Linked DNA regions of Zea mays: region 1 is linked to region 2. Evidence: chromatin contacts called from public Hi-C data. All regions are on one chromosome and are shown on one strand. The core of a region is the stretch at or near the end of the contact, and the rest is flanking DNA. Distances in the headings are between cores, read along the strand shown.

What was found. Hi-C and Micro-C count contacts between places; a contact is called where the count stands out from the background.
Region 1: a Hi-C map of leaf shows a contact between it and region 2, with 6 times the contacts expected there. The contact joins the promoter of LOC100282952 here to the promoter of LOC100277083 in region 2. A contact is called at or near these places in 2 of 25 Hi-C or Micro-C datasets (both in leaf).

The regions. Positions count from the first base shown.
Region 1 is chr1:296,461,576-296,468,051 of Zm-B73-REFERENCE-NAM-5.0, reverse strand. LOC100282952 (vesicle-associated membrane protein 725) reads right to left here and starts at 3,794. Exons shown (of 5, transcript NM_001155857.1): 1 at 3,444-3,794; 2 at 1,647-1,788; 3 at 1,438-1,558; 4 at 1,270-1,332; 5 at 242-701. The coding sequence starts at 3,633. The coding sequence ends at 555.
Region 2 is chr1:296,261,625-296,267,885 of Zm-B73-REFERENCE-NAM-5.0, reverse strand. It overlaps LOC100277083, which reads right to left and starts at 4,174. Exons shown (of 3, transcript NM_001363972.1): 1 at 3,997-4,174; 2 at 3,735-3,831; 3 at 3,317-3,564. The coding sequence starts at 4,036. The coding sequence ends at 3,492. LOC100384848 reads right to left here. Exons shown (of 2, transcript NR_160677.1): 2 at 5,455-5,998.

The sequences.
Region 1 (6,476 bases), core at 2,545-5,044, 200 kb before region 2:
TAGTCATGTCGTGCCATGCCACCCACCCTTTGTGCCTAAATTTAAGGTACAACACCATCAGAACGACCCATTTTTTTATGCCGTGCTTTGAGTTCTTATTTTCGTGTCGTGAAATGGACCGATCAAAACTTTCAGGACCGATCAAAACTTTCAGGGCTAGTCATGTTGCAAGAGCCTGAAACGGAAAATCGATTCCGTGCTCATATTTTCCAAGCTGCATTTCTGAGGTAAACGAGGTAAATGCAAGATGCTCCCAAATGCGCACATTGCCCAAAGGAGCAAACGGCTGAGTCACACCAGCCCTTATAAGTACAGTAAATCTATTCATATCAAGGCTACACATATAGCGTCCAAAAATGCACAATAGTTATGACAGTTGACACAACAAACCCAGTCACCATCCATCATTTATCAAACACTACGACAATGTAAAACACCTATGCATAATGACCGGGCCACAGCACACTAGCGAAACAACAAAAGATCATACTTTTTTTTGCTCCAAGCAGCAGTATAATAGGTGCAGTTGAATGTATCAGTATTCTGGTCTGTGCTTAATGGCATTTGAAACCATGACAGACAGAGAGGATAATGATCAGAATGAGTGCGATGATTATTCCCAGGACGATGAGCTTGATTTTCATGTTCTGTAACCACATCTTTCTCCTGACATTTGTTCCCTGCTGTCTGAAATCTTGTGCCTGCAAACAGACAGATTATAAGAATCTGGCCATTGTTTCACATACCCCAAATCGACCATGCAAATAGGAGTTACATAACAAAATCAAAATAGATTTAAGATCAAAAACCCAAAAAAGGCATCGATTGAAAGGGCACCCAACCCTTAAAAGAAAGGTTAGGCTATCAATCTCCAGCAGCTCTCTTATCTCATCTTCTATTTCAAACACAACACTGTAAACAGTGTTAGTGCAAAACAGTATTTTACACGGCCATATACAAGATCTGCGGACACTGCCTTATGCATTCATTTCAATACTTCGTATTTATAATTGCATATAATGCTAACAAGACAATGACAATATTCTTGGTATTTGGCATAGTATGCTGCTTAGTAGCTTATATATATTTCAAGCTTTCAGCATTTATTGAAATTGATTTCCTTTCTAACCTACAGATATTCTGACATCTAAGGAAACTAACCTGCCCTCCTAGGCAATATGTACATTATTCAGTGGAAAATACCAGCTACAAAAAGAAAACAATACAATATTCAGTGGCGCACTACAGAGCAAGGAATTCCATGAAGACCTGTGAGCGAAGATTCTCGGTCTTGTCGACAAGCAGCTCAATCTTCTCTCCACGATCCAGAACCTGCATTGAAAAATGGAAAAAGAAAAAAGCAATCAGAACATTCTTACAGTGGCCCTCAATACCAGCAGTCTAGACTGTAAACCATGATCAATCCACAAAGTGTACCTTTTCAATGTTTTCCATCATAACACCCTTGACTTCTGAAACCTGCGCCTTCACTTTGGCCAGCTTGCTAACCTCTTCAGGGTGATCCACACAATACTGCATGTGTTCTTTAAGTTTTGATCTGCAGAAAGTACATATATTGTATTAAGGGGGGGGGGACTAGTGAGGCACAATATATTCACTGAGTTCAAGACCTTGGTGATACATACCCAAACTCTCGATTGAGGCTGTTAGCTGCAGCAGTAGCAGCTTTCCCACCACCATACCTTTTTGTGAAATCCTCCTTAACCCTATCCATGAAAGCAATAGGAATTTGTTGCCCCACCGATTCAACAGCAACAACACAGTATGCTGCAAAGCAAAGTGGGGCATTAGGCCTGCAGACTTGTAGTTTTCGTCCGTAATTTCAAATGAGTTAAATGCATGATAAGCCCCTGAAGTGTTAGTGCCACTTTAGTCCATGAACTTTGAAAGCACATTTCTAGGCCCCTAAACTTGTTTAGGGGTGCACCACAATGGCGGTATGGTCCAAAAATGGACCTGTGATGCACCATTTTACAAGTTTAGGGATGTGGGGTACACCATAAACAATTTTAGGGACCCAAAACACATTTACAAAGTTTATGGGCCTAAGTGACACCCTTTGACAAGTTTAGGCATCGCTGATGCATTTAACTCATTTAAAATTGACTGGCATGGCATTATTGCAACACAAACCAAGTTCGTTTAAGAAGTGCGCAGTTTAAGGGTGGTAGACAAGCACTTTCGAGTTCTTAAATGTGATAATGTTGTTACAAATACTATAGTGAGAATAACAGTAAGATGATGCTGTTACAAATACTATAACTGGTAAACAATCCATTAAATGCGCTTAACATGATCTGATTTCACATTGAGTGCACGCCTCACCTCTTAATGATACATGTATCAAGTATGAGTTGACAGGGAAAAGGCCCAGGTATGAAACAAAGCAAGACAAAAGACCAAAAGAGAACAGAACAAACACTAATTTTGCAATAGTGTAAGGGGGTGTTTGAATTCGCTAGAGCTAATAGTTAGTTGGCTAAAAAATTACTGGTGGAATTAGCTAGCTAACTATAAGCTAATTTGCTAAAAGTAGCTAATAGCTGAACTATTAACTAGATTGTTTGAATGTCTTCCGCTAATTTTAGCAGCTAACTATTAGCTCTAGTGCATTCAAATACCCCCTAAGTATTCTTAGAGGAGAGTCATTCTGATATTATGTAGGATGCATCAACATACCCTTAGTCTAATGCAAAGACAGATTACCTACCACACCTGTGCCATATCCGGTTATTATTTATGAAATCATCATTGATGGCAATGTCTCCTCGAAACAGGAGTACGTCGAAATAGAACTTATGGCCTATGGAATCTTACCGTGACATTATACCATAATAAAAAAAGATAATATTATATTCAAATCATCATTCAACAAAAACAGCAATCATACCGGTTCTTAAATCACGAGGAATTACTTAAAAGATACAAATGTGCATGCGTAACAAGGAGCCAAAAAAACAAGCACGCAACAGTCACCACCAAATACATCTACTAAAAATAGCAAACTTATAGGCAACAGGGTGAACTGCTGCCATCGGCTGCAGCTAATGCCATGAGCTTAACTGAACAAGATTCAGCAAATACCACGGCACTCCACGTATCTACAAATACTGTCAAACTCGAGTCTCAAACAATGCCTGTCATCTAAGACTTCACCAGGTAACTAAGGGTATAGCTAAGGCGAGCACAGGGAGCATTTCCCTCCATTTCCCACACAGCACTAACTGTACAGTACCAGCCAACATGATCACCAAGTGCAATCAAAACGACCTAACCGCATATCGACCAAATCAGCAAGATCTACACACAGGTGGCCACAATCAGGCATGGCCATGCCTGGTACAGACAGATCGGTTGAACTCCGCAACGAATCGCACGGCTAATAAAAAGGATCATTCGAGAAGGCAGGACAGACAACTCACTGAATCCGTCTTCCACGAGGTAATTGAAAGTGTGACCGTCGCAGTTGTAGGTGAACTTGTTGTTGCTTGCGGGGAGCTTCATGAGGCACTGGGAGGCGATGGTGGTGAAGTTGCCGGTGAACTCCGTGTACTCGGCCAGTATGACCGTGCCACGGGCCACGAACGCGTAGATCAGCGACTGCTGCCCCATGGCTGCCCCCTCGTCGTCCCTGCTTTCCCCTCTTCCCCCGCTCGTGGAGTTTGGCTCGCCGCTGGCGAAACCCTAGGGCTGGACTGGATCTCCGCGAGGTGGAATGCGGGGGAGGGGGAAAGGTCGGTTTCGCTTCTCCGTGGAGTGGGAGGAGGGGTAATAGTCGGGGGTGGAAAAGGAAAGGAAAGGAAAATCAAATTTTGTTGATGGAGTTTTGCATGACGGTCCTTCGAACAATTTTATTAGTAGTGATATTGGCTTTGCTTAGACTCGAGACTTTGATCAGGCTTCGGTTGACGAGCTGTCCAGCCCATGCCTCATGGTTGTCTCCCTTTGTCGTTAAAAAAATTTTTCCTAAAAAAATTACCTTCCCCCAATTGTGTTAGTTCAAGAATCAAGATAGTGGAGTCACTGTCACTCTATTATAGGCCGTGTTTGGTTAATGGCAGTTATTTTGAAAATATGTTACGGATCCAAACGCAGCTTTATGAAAAATCACGTATACGCTTCAAGTGCACTTTAATTATAAAATACAGCTAAAATATAATATAATACAGGGGACGTGGACGTGTCTAAAACATATATCTAGCTATATTTATTATATCAATCATTGACCAATCAGCTAATTCCATGTCTCGAGCATAGAGTCAAGAAAACGTCTTGAGTTTTTTTATGTTTACCCCCTTAAACACAATCGAAAACACAGATCAAGACACTTATTGTACATGCCCTAATATGTACAAACCAAACGCGGACATAGTTCATTTAGACAAAGCAAAGCTTTATATGACTACGGCACTATTTATGTAATGTATTTTCACATAAAATTATTTTCTAATGTTTAAATACATGTTTAACTTCAGTTGTTAAAACTAGGACACTTCATAAGCTGGTGAAAGATATGATATTTAGCGAGGCGATCGATATCAAGGTGTACGTGATGTACGGGACTAGTGAACACCTTTTTCCTCCTATTTTAGTTATCATGCTTGAAATTTTATATTATCACAAACTAAGTATGTAAGCATGTTTGATTTTAGGTTCTACCTCTGTAATTGATGAACAGTGAAGATATTACTTCAGGTTACTAGTAAATTACGCGCGCATTCGCGCGTGCTATAGCAGAGCTTATCGTCACCCGTGCCACCGCGTGGATGACGTCGTGCGCCTCCGTCTCGACGACGCATTGAGCGGTTTGAAGCATTGTCCAATGGTGACGCGCATGGACGGCAGGGTCGTCAACGACGAAAACAGCGTTGGCGTGGATGGTGTTGTGCACCTGCATCCGGCATCCTGGAGGAGAAGCGGTGAGGAGACATTATTATTGTTCATTATGGCGACAATGATTTTTAGACTCTACAATGTGTATGGAGGATGCCTTGTCGACAGTGGCTACGGCCGCTAATATGGAATTGGACAACGTACATAAAAAAGAACGACATGGATATCTGACTTTGCAGTTTTGCTCCCATTTTTTGGCCAATACAGATATTGAAATGGTAGTATGGTTCTGATAAGTTGATCGTGGAGAGGTTCACTATGGAACCTGAGTCTAATAGAAATAATCTAAAAACACACATAATTAACCTAGAATCATAAATATGTTTTTTCCACCTACATCTAATTAATAAATTTACAATTAGCATCGATGAAGTAACTTGGATTGGAGACCATAAGGTGATGATTCTCCAGGGAGTGCAGGTTAGGTACACATCATAAAATTTATACAAACCAGAGTCGAAGGCAGAATATCAAACATATTAGTGACATCCAAATAAAATGTCAGGTATGTGGCTTCAAGAACGAGGCTCGCATTGATGTATATATATGAGTTAATCACGGGGGTACTGTAAACCAAGGTATATCATTGTGTCCACTGCCAACGACATGGAAAAATACCTGCGAAAAATTATAGAATAATGGAACATATATATGTACATTTAGAGACTTTTCGCCGGAAAAAATAGCAAGTAAACTTGTTTTGGGCATTGAATCGAGCACTTGAAGGGCACAAAACATCAAGAGTAGAGCATGACCCAGCGTTGCTGCAGACGAACCTGAAGGCCTTGGCCCCGCAACATGTCGCCGATCTTGTGATACGACACGTCGAACATAGCCACGACGGAGGTCTGATTGGCAAAGTCGCTACTGCCGCCGCCGCAATGGACCTTCTACCGGGGCATGTTGCAGTAGAATTGGTCGATGACGATGGCTCGCTGACGCCATCCACGACACCATTGGGCAAAAGCGTAAGCCGCGGATGTACCTAGTCCCAACACTGTGATATGCGATCGGAGATTGTGCACCTCAAAAGCGAGCAGAGGTCTGAATGAAGTTGCTTTCTATTTAATGTGACCCCTTCATGCTTCGTGCTCTCTCTAGAAACGTCCTCGACGTTCGGAGGACCTGAACGGCCTTGTCCGTCTTTCTAGAGACCACTACTATAGTGCTACTTGACCTTTCTGGAGACCGCTGCTACTTGAGAAGCTGAGATACGTTCGTGGCCCTTAAAACAGTATCGAACGACTGAAATAAAATAAGCTGGCGTGGACGTACGTGGGAGCAGATTTGCTCCGGCGTTTAATATATAGAAATATATTTTTATGTAATATTTTGTTATAGTTTTTAAACTATGTTATTTTTATTATACTTTTGTCATATTAATTTTGATTCGGTTCCAATAAACCCTAGACCCTCCCTAACAGTGAAGCTCTGCCTAAGGATATGTACGACATCATTTAGTATTGAGTCTCTTAAGATACCTTTAGAGGGTAAATAAAAAAGAAGAGACAATTTCTTCGCGAAGAGTTCGTCTCTACACGACTCTCTATATCTATTGTCTT
Region 2 (6,261 bases), core at 2,925-5,424:
GGGCTAAAATCCATTCCCTATTCAATTTTGAATAAGAAGGAGATTTTAACCCCTCGAATCTCCTTCGATTTTTGGTCTCTCAAACTAGCCCTTAAGGAAATATCCATCACAGGGAACTTCATATATGCCTTGGAGATGATTCAGTGCTTACACATGCGCAAAACACCTACCTTGGTCTTCAAGCTTGATTTTGCCAAGGCCTTCGACACTGTCAACTGTGAAGCTTTGATAGAAATCTCCTGAGTGTGTGGCTTCAGCGCAAAATGGAGATCTTGGACAAAACAACTCTTGGAAACCTCTAAGATCTGCCATTCTTGTCAACGACCACCCTGGCCCCTGGTTCCACTTTAAACGCGGCCTGCGACAGGGCGACCCTCTATCACCATACCTCTTCCTTTTGGTGGCAGACATCCTCCAAGCTATGATCAAGCATGATGACAGGATCAACCACCCATCTCAACTGACAGACCTTGCTCCATTCTCCAATATGCTGATGACAAACTCATCCTCCTCAAGGAGTCAAGGGCCATCAGTCTGATGCCTCCAGCCTTGAAACTGTGCTGGATCTTTTCAAATCATCTACTGGCCTGAAAATCAACTTCCCAAAGAGTGTGATCGTTCCCATGCACTTGGACAATGCAACTGCTGCCCAGTGTGGTGACATGCTCAGTTGGAAACGAGAGGCCTTCCCCCAGTCCTACATAGGGCTCCCCGTCTCACCACCAAACTCTGACTGCACATGTTCTCTCTTTGCATAGGGAAGAGAGACAAATACCTAGAATGATGGTAAACAAACCTCCTCAACCCCATGGGACGCACCAGCAACCTCCTCAACTATATCATGAGTGCTATTGATAAGCTACCAAAGGGGACAATTTGCAACATTGATCAACAACGTTGGGTAGTACAAAGAAGCTATATAGTGACAGTTGTAAACCTATTTTCACTGACGTTTTTTAGAACCGTCGGTGCTAGGGTCATCATTTTTACAGACGGGTAACTGAGGACCGTCAGTGAAAATTGATTTTTCACTGGCGGTCGACATAATAAATCTGCCAGTGAAAAATTATTTTTAAAAATATTAAACGGGTTTTAAAAACAACAAAAAAATTATTTAAGTCACAAGTCACGACATTTACCATGATTATTAGTAATTGAACCGAACCTCACCCTCGTGATACCCTCTGCTACCACTGTCTATGGCATGCTTTGTATCTAGTTTGTAGTTTTTTTGTCCACATATTACAACCGAGTGTAAATTGTTTTTTTGAGACCGTAAACGAATTCAAATAAAAACATTGTCAACTACAAAGTTGAATAACTTTTGAAGTTCTACAACTTTCATTTTGACACTTTTTTCATCCGAGGTAGTTTACAAAATTTGAATTTTAAATTTGATATACTTATATTCAATTTTTGAGAACCGAAATGAGTTCAAATAAAAAAGTTGTCAACTATAAAGTTTCATAACTTTTTGAGATCTACAACTTTTATTTTGATGGTTTTATCATACGAGGTCATTTGAAAAACTCGAAAAATTAAGGATAAAAAACCGCCACTAGGAATTGATTTCTATATGCGGTCCCTTAAGAAAACCACAACTAGAAATCATGGATTTTTACAGACGGTTTTCTTAAGAAACCTTATATAGAAATACATTTTCTAGTAGTGGTTTTCTTAAGAAACCGTCACTAAAAATAATATAGACGATTGATAACCGAATCCGTCTATAAAAATATATCGCACCGTATGTTTTAAGCTTTTTTTTTACTAGCGGGAGCTTCCTCTTGAGATGGCCAAAAGGGGTCCACTGGCGCCTAGTTTATTGTTGCTTGGGACTTGGTTCTCAAAGTAAAAGTCGAAGGCGGCCTCAGGGTAAGTGACCTTCACCTGAAACTCCTTCACCGGCTGCACACCTCAACAAGCTCATCCTCTCAGGCCCATCGACACGTTTGCCTAGCCACTCTCTCTGGTGACCATTAGAATGCCCTCCACTCGGTACTTCAAATCAATATATTAAATCATGTTTGTTAAGTTTAACCATGTTTATTTAAATCTAACCATAAGGAGATATGGTACTAGAAACTGATACCGGCCTATTTAAACTTGTTATCGCTGATATTTAAATGTGAATCATTACTATTGTCATTTACGTTACATTTTATCCGGCACCTAAAATTCAGAGGGGATACACTAAAAACGACCATGGTTCCATTTGAGAAATAAATGGTACATTCCATATGAGAAATCAACGGCGGACTTTTATATTGCGCATAACTTCTTTACACGCGGGCGTATCCCCTCGCCTGTTTTGGGCCGGTCAGACACGACCCAGAAACGGGCTCAAAGTACGGCCCGACACGAAATATATTGGGTCGTGTTAGCACGACATGAATAAAGGGCTGGTCTAGGCTTTGATTTTGAGCCCATCGTACCACCCGGTCCGGCACAAGTGACTGGGCCGTGCTCGGGGCGGCCCGACGGCAAAAAGGCCGGTAAAAATATGACATCAAAATTATATTAGATTTCATTATATATATCTTCAAAATGGCTTGTTTGGTTGTGGACCGTGCCTGGACCGGCTCGGTCCAAGACAAGCACGACGTGCTTTACTGCCGTGTCAGGCTTAGATTTTAAGTGTTTAGTTTAGTACGGTCCAAAAATATTAAAGACCGTGTCGGCCTGAAGACTTAAGGCCCAAGACACGATGGGCTCGTGCCGTACCGGCCCGGCCCAAGTTTCAGGTCTAGCCGCGACAAGCGCACCGACACCGAGCATTCATGGGGCTGCATTCCATGAGAGCAATCATCCGGCGTGGGTGGCAGCCAGAACGCTTCCAGACTGGAGTGGGCGAGTGGCTTCTAGAGCACAGACCACGCCTGGCGCGATCTGGACCGTCACCATCGTGTTGTTCTTCGGGCTAGAACCACGCCGAGAGCATAGCTAGCCGCCTAGCAGCCCTCAAACTCACACGCATGCGCAAGAAAATGGTCGTCTCCATCCATCGCCATCCCCGGCCCGGCCCTCCTGCGATCACAGCCTCCCCCGCCGGCTGCGCCTAGAGCCATTTCCTCCCGAATTCACGTGTCTGAAAAGGCGCCGGATTCGCATATATTCCGGTGACGGGACACACGGGGCTTTCGGTTGTGGCTTGCGTGCGACTGCAAGTGGAAGAAGGTGAGAAGCATCCGGTCTGCTTCTGCTCCTCTTCTCTATCCACCCAGTAGTCACCTCGCCTTCTTTTCAAAAAGCTCAGCCGCAGTGGTGAAGGTAAATGGTTCCCTTCCCAGGCGAGGCGCAGCAGGCCAACAAGAACTCAACGGCGAATATGTTCTCGATTCAGCAGCAAATTAGAAGCAATACCATGACAGATACACACCAACTCGACCGAGATACAGATCATCTCGAGCTTGAAGGTTGCAGGAATAAAGCTAAGAGTACAACTGGATACATACATATTATATATACCAATAGGTTCTTCCTCGTCTAGTCTAGCTGACGAAGATGATGGACGGGTCGCAGCAGCACTCGTCGATCAAGCAGCAGCAGCACAGCGCGGCCAGGCTGCAGAATAACCGATTAGATTATGATGGCGCAAGAACGTAACAGATGAAGCGAGAGCCATCACTTGGAATTAACCACACAGTACAGAGACGACAGAGCCTGCACAGTAAACTTGCGGCAGAGGAATAATAGAGAGAGGGTCAGAGAGTTGGCCGGCCGGGAATACGTACCAGCCTTCCAGGAAGCTCGGCTCCCTTCTGGGCGGCGGCGCGGCGTACTGCGGCGGCGCCATCACCGGCGGGCCCTGGTACGGCCCCTGGTAGTAACCTGTTTTTTTTTGGGTACACAAATCAACCAAGAAACGAAAAGTAACCTGTCAGCACCGGATCGACCAAGCAGTTCTATTCGTTTCTTCACACGGATCGGATCAAATCGATGAGGACGATGATGGATCGAGACGAGCAGCGTGGTGTGTATGTAGCGTGGAAGTACCTTGCGCGGGGTAGGGGTAGGCGTACTTGGGGTCACTCATCCTCTGCCCTTGCCGTGCTACCTCTTCCGGGGAAGCTGGACGAAGCGCGAGCAACAGACCACTGGAAAAGGGAATGGGGACTGCACGCGACGACGATTATGTTATGCCGACGGCAGACGGGTAATGGAGCAGGTGCGTGCTGGGCCGCCCGTGCCTCGCGCGTCACTTTATAGGCCCGCCGCAGCCGAGGTACGTGTCGGCGGCCTGAGGCATCCACGAACGCGTGTTGGACGGGTGGAACCGCCAGTGCAGGCAGCGAAGCATCTGGAGGAAACCCGCGGCCGCGTCTGATCATGCATGGGCATTGGCGGCTGGGAGGCGTTCCTTGGGCTTGGGTGCGTTACGTTACTTCCCTGCCAGGTTTTCGCATCTATACTACTGCTACAGCAATACAGCACATGACTTGCCTTTTTTATTTTTCTTTTTTTTGCTGACAAATGCAAGCGTGTTTCCGTTCCGTCTCCGTGTTTCTCTTCGCAACAAGTCCGGCCGGCGGCGCGGGCTTCTAGACCTCACTAGCATCTCAGAATGGACCGTCCATCCAATTTCAAACTTCCAATAATGATGTTCTTCTCTTCTCTGGTCAGCAGTGGCGTTTTAATTCGGTACGAAAGCTGTTTGAATGAGCGAGAAAAAAATCTTTTTTTTTCTTTCCAAATGTGGCTTCCTGCGAAATCCATCGGTGGACCGAGGACGCGCCATGGTAGCGACAAACTAGCTGCCTCTCTGATTCGAGACGTAAACATGCTGCTTTAAAGTTTGTCGGAATCAAGCTACGGGCTAACAAAACCGTTTCAATTCAATTTCCCGCTAACCAACGAAAACGAAAAACCAGACGATTTTCGGCGGATTTCAAATTTTCTAACCGGTTTATAAGTTCAAATTCAAAACGTAGTTTTCGTGAATCCTAGCCGAGCAACTGTCTCGGTAAAATTCGTTTTTTTTAGAAAACTTGGTGTACAGGTTTTCAAAATTTTAAAAAACGAATCTGTTTTCTCAGCCAAAAAAAAAACTAAAAACAAAATTGGCACATCGAGTCGACATCTGGTTTGATAAAACCTGATTTTAGACGGTTTTGCACGAACTAATCAAGTAACATGAGCCATTCCTGGTTTTGTAAGTTTTAGAATCCAAATGACACAAGTTCGTTTAATGACTGTTCCTGCATTTTACTCAAAAATAAGAAAAAAAAAACATGAGTGCTAGTCCAATCATCAGTACCGTAAGATGTTTGGTGAGATTTTCTCTCTTCTTCCAGTTGGAGACTTGGAGGCCAGCAGATCCGATTTTAATTGAAAACAAACACGCCATTATCATAATGTTCACAACATTAATTTTTATAATGGATATCATGGTCATCACAAAACGAATTAGTCTTTAAATTCCATAAATGGTGAAACATAAATAATGCTATGTATCACTCGTGTCATTGTTCTCCTAAATATTTGATAGTTTTTTTTCTCCGATCGCAACGTACAGACATGTTTGCTAATTGCTAGTATTAATTAAGAGGACAAGTTACAGTTAGGTTCTACTAGATGGGCAATACAGTTAGGTATTTGGCTTAATCGAACAGCTGTATGAACAGAGTCCTAGCTAACTGCGCTAACAAATGCGCCACAGAATTCTGCTCGCGGTTCACCTGACGTTTCTCCATTTATTTGAAGGCATCAACTACTTAACTTCCTTAACATGCATGAAAGGTAATCTCAGATCTATCCTCTTCTGAAGTCGTCAGACCATTCACCACTCATGAGCAACCTGATCCAAGGACCACCAGCAAATGCACCCATTGTGACACAAGGCAAAGTCTTATACATGATCAGTTTCAGCTTCTGCAGGACTTGACGAGTTCAATAAAACACGGCATGCTGAAAAGCATACATCACCTGCCAAAATACAAAATCCAGCATCTCCAATTTGCTCAACAAATTAACCTTGAAGTGCTTCTCTCTGATACACCTGCATTGCAATTTATATCAGCTATATATTCCATGAAAAGAAAGTTTGCATCAGCTATTTGTTAGTTACACATGACATAACCACCACCTAGGATTACATGAATGCCAGCATTGCAGATAATTGTATGGAGTGTATCACAGCAGGATTACACGATCCTACTGAATTATAGAATTTTTATTTGAAGTAACTCGAAGAAACCATGTTATCATGAAGACAATCAGCAAAGGGACTAATCAACTAACAGTTTCATTTGCTTCAAAATA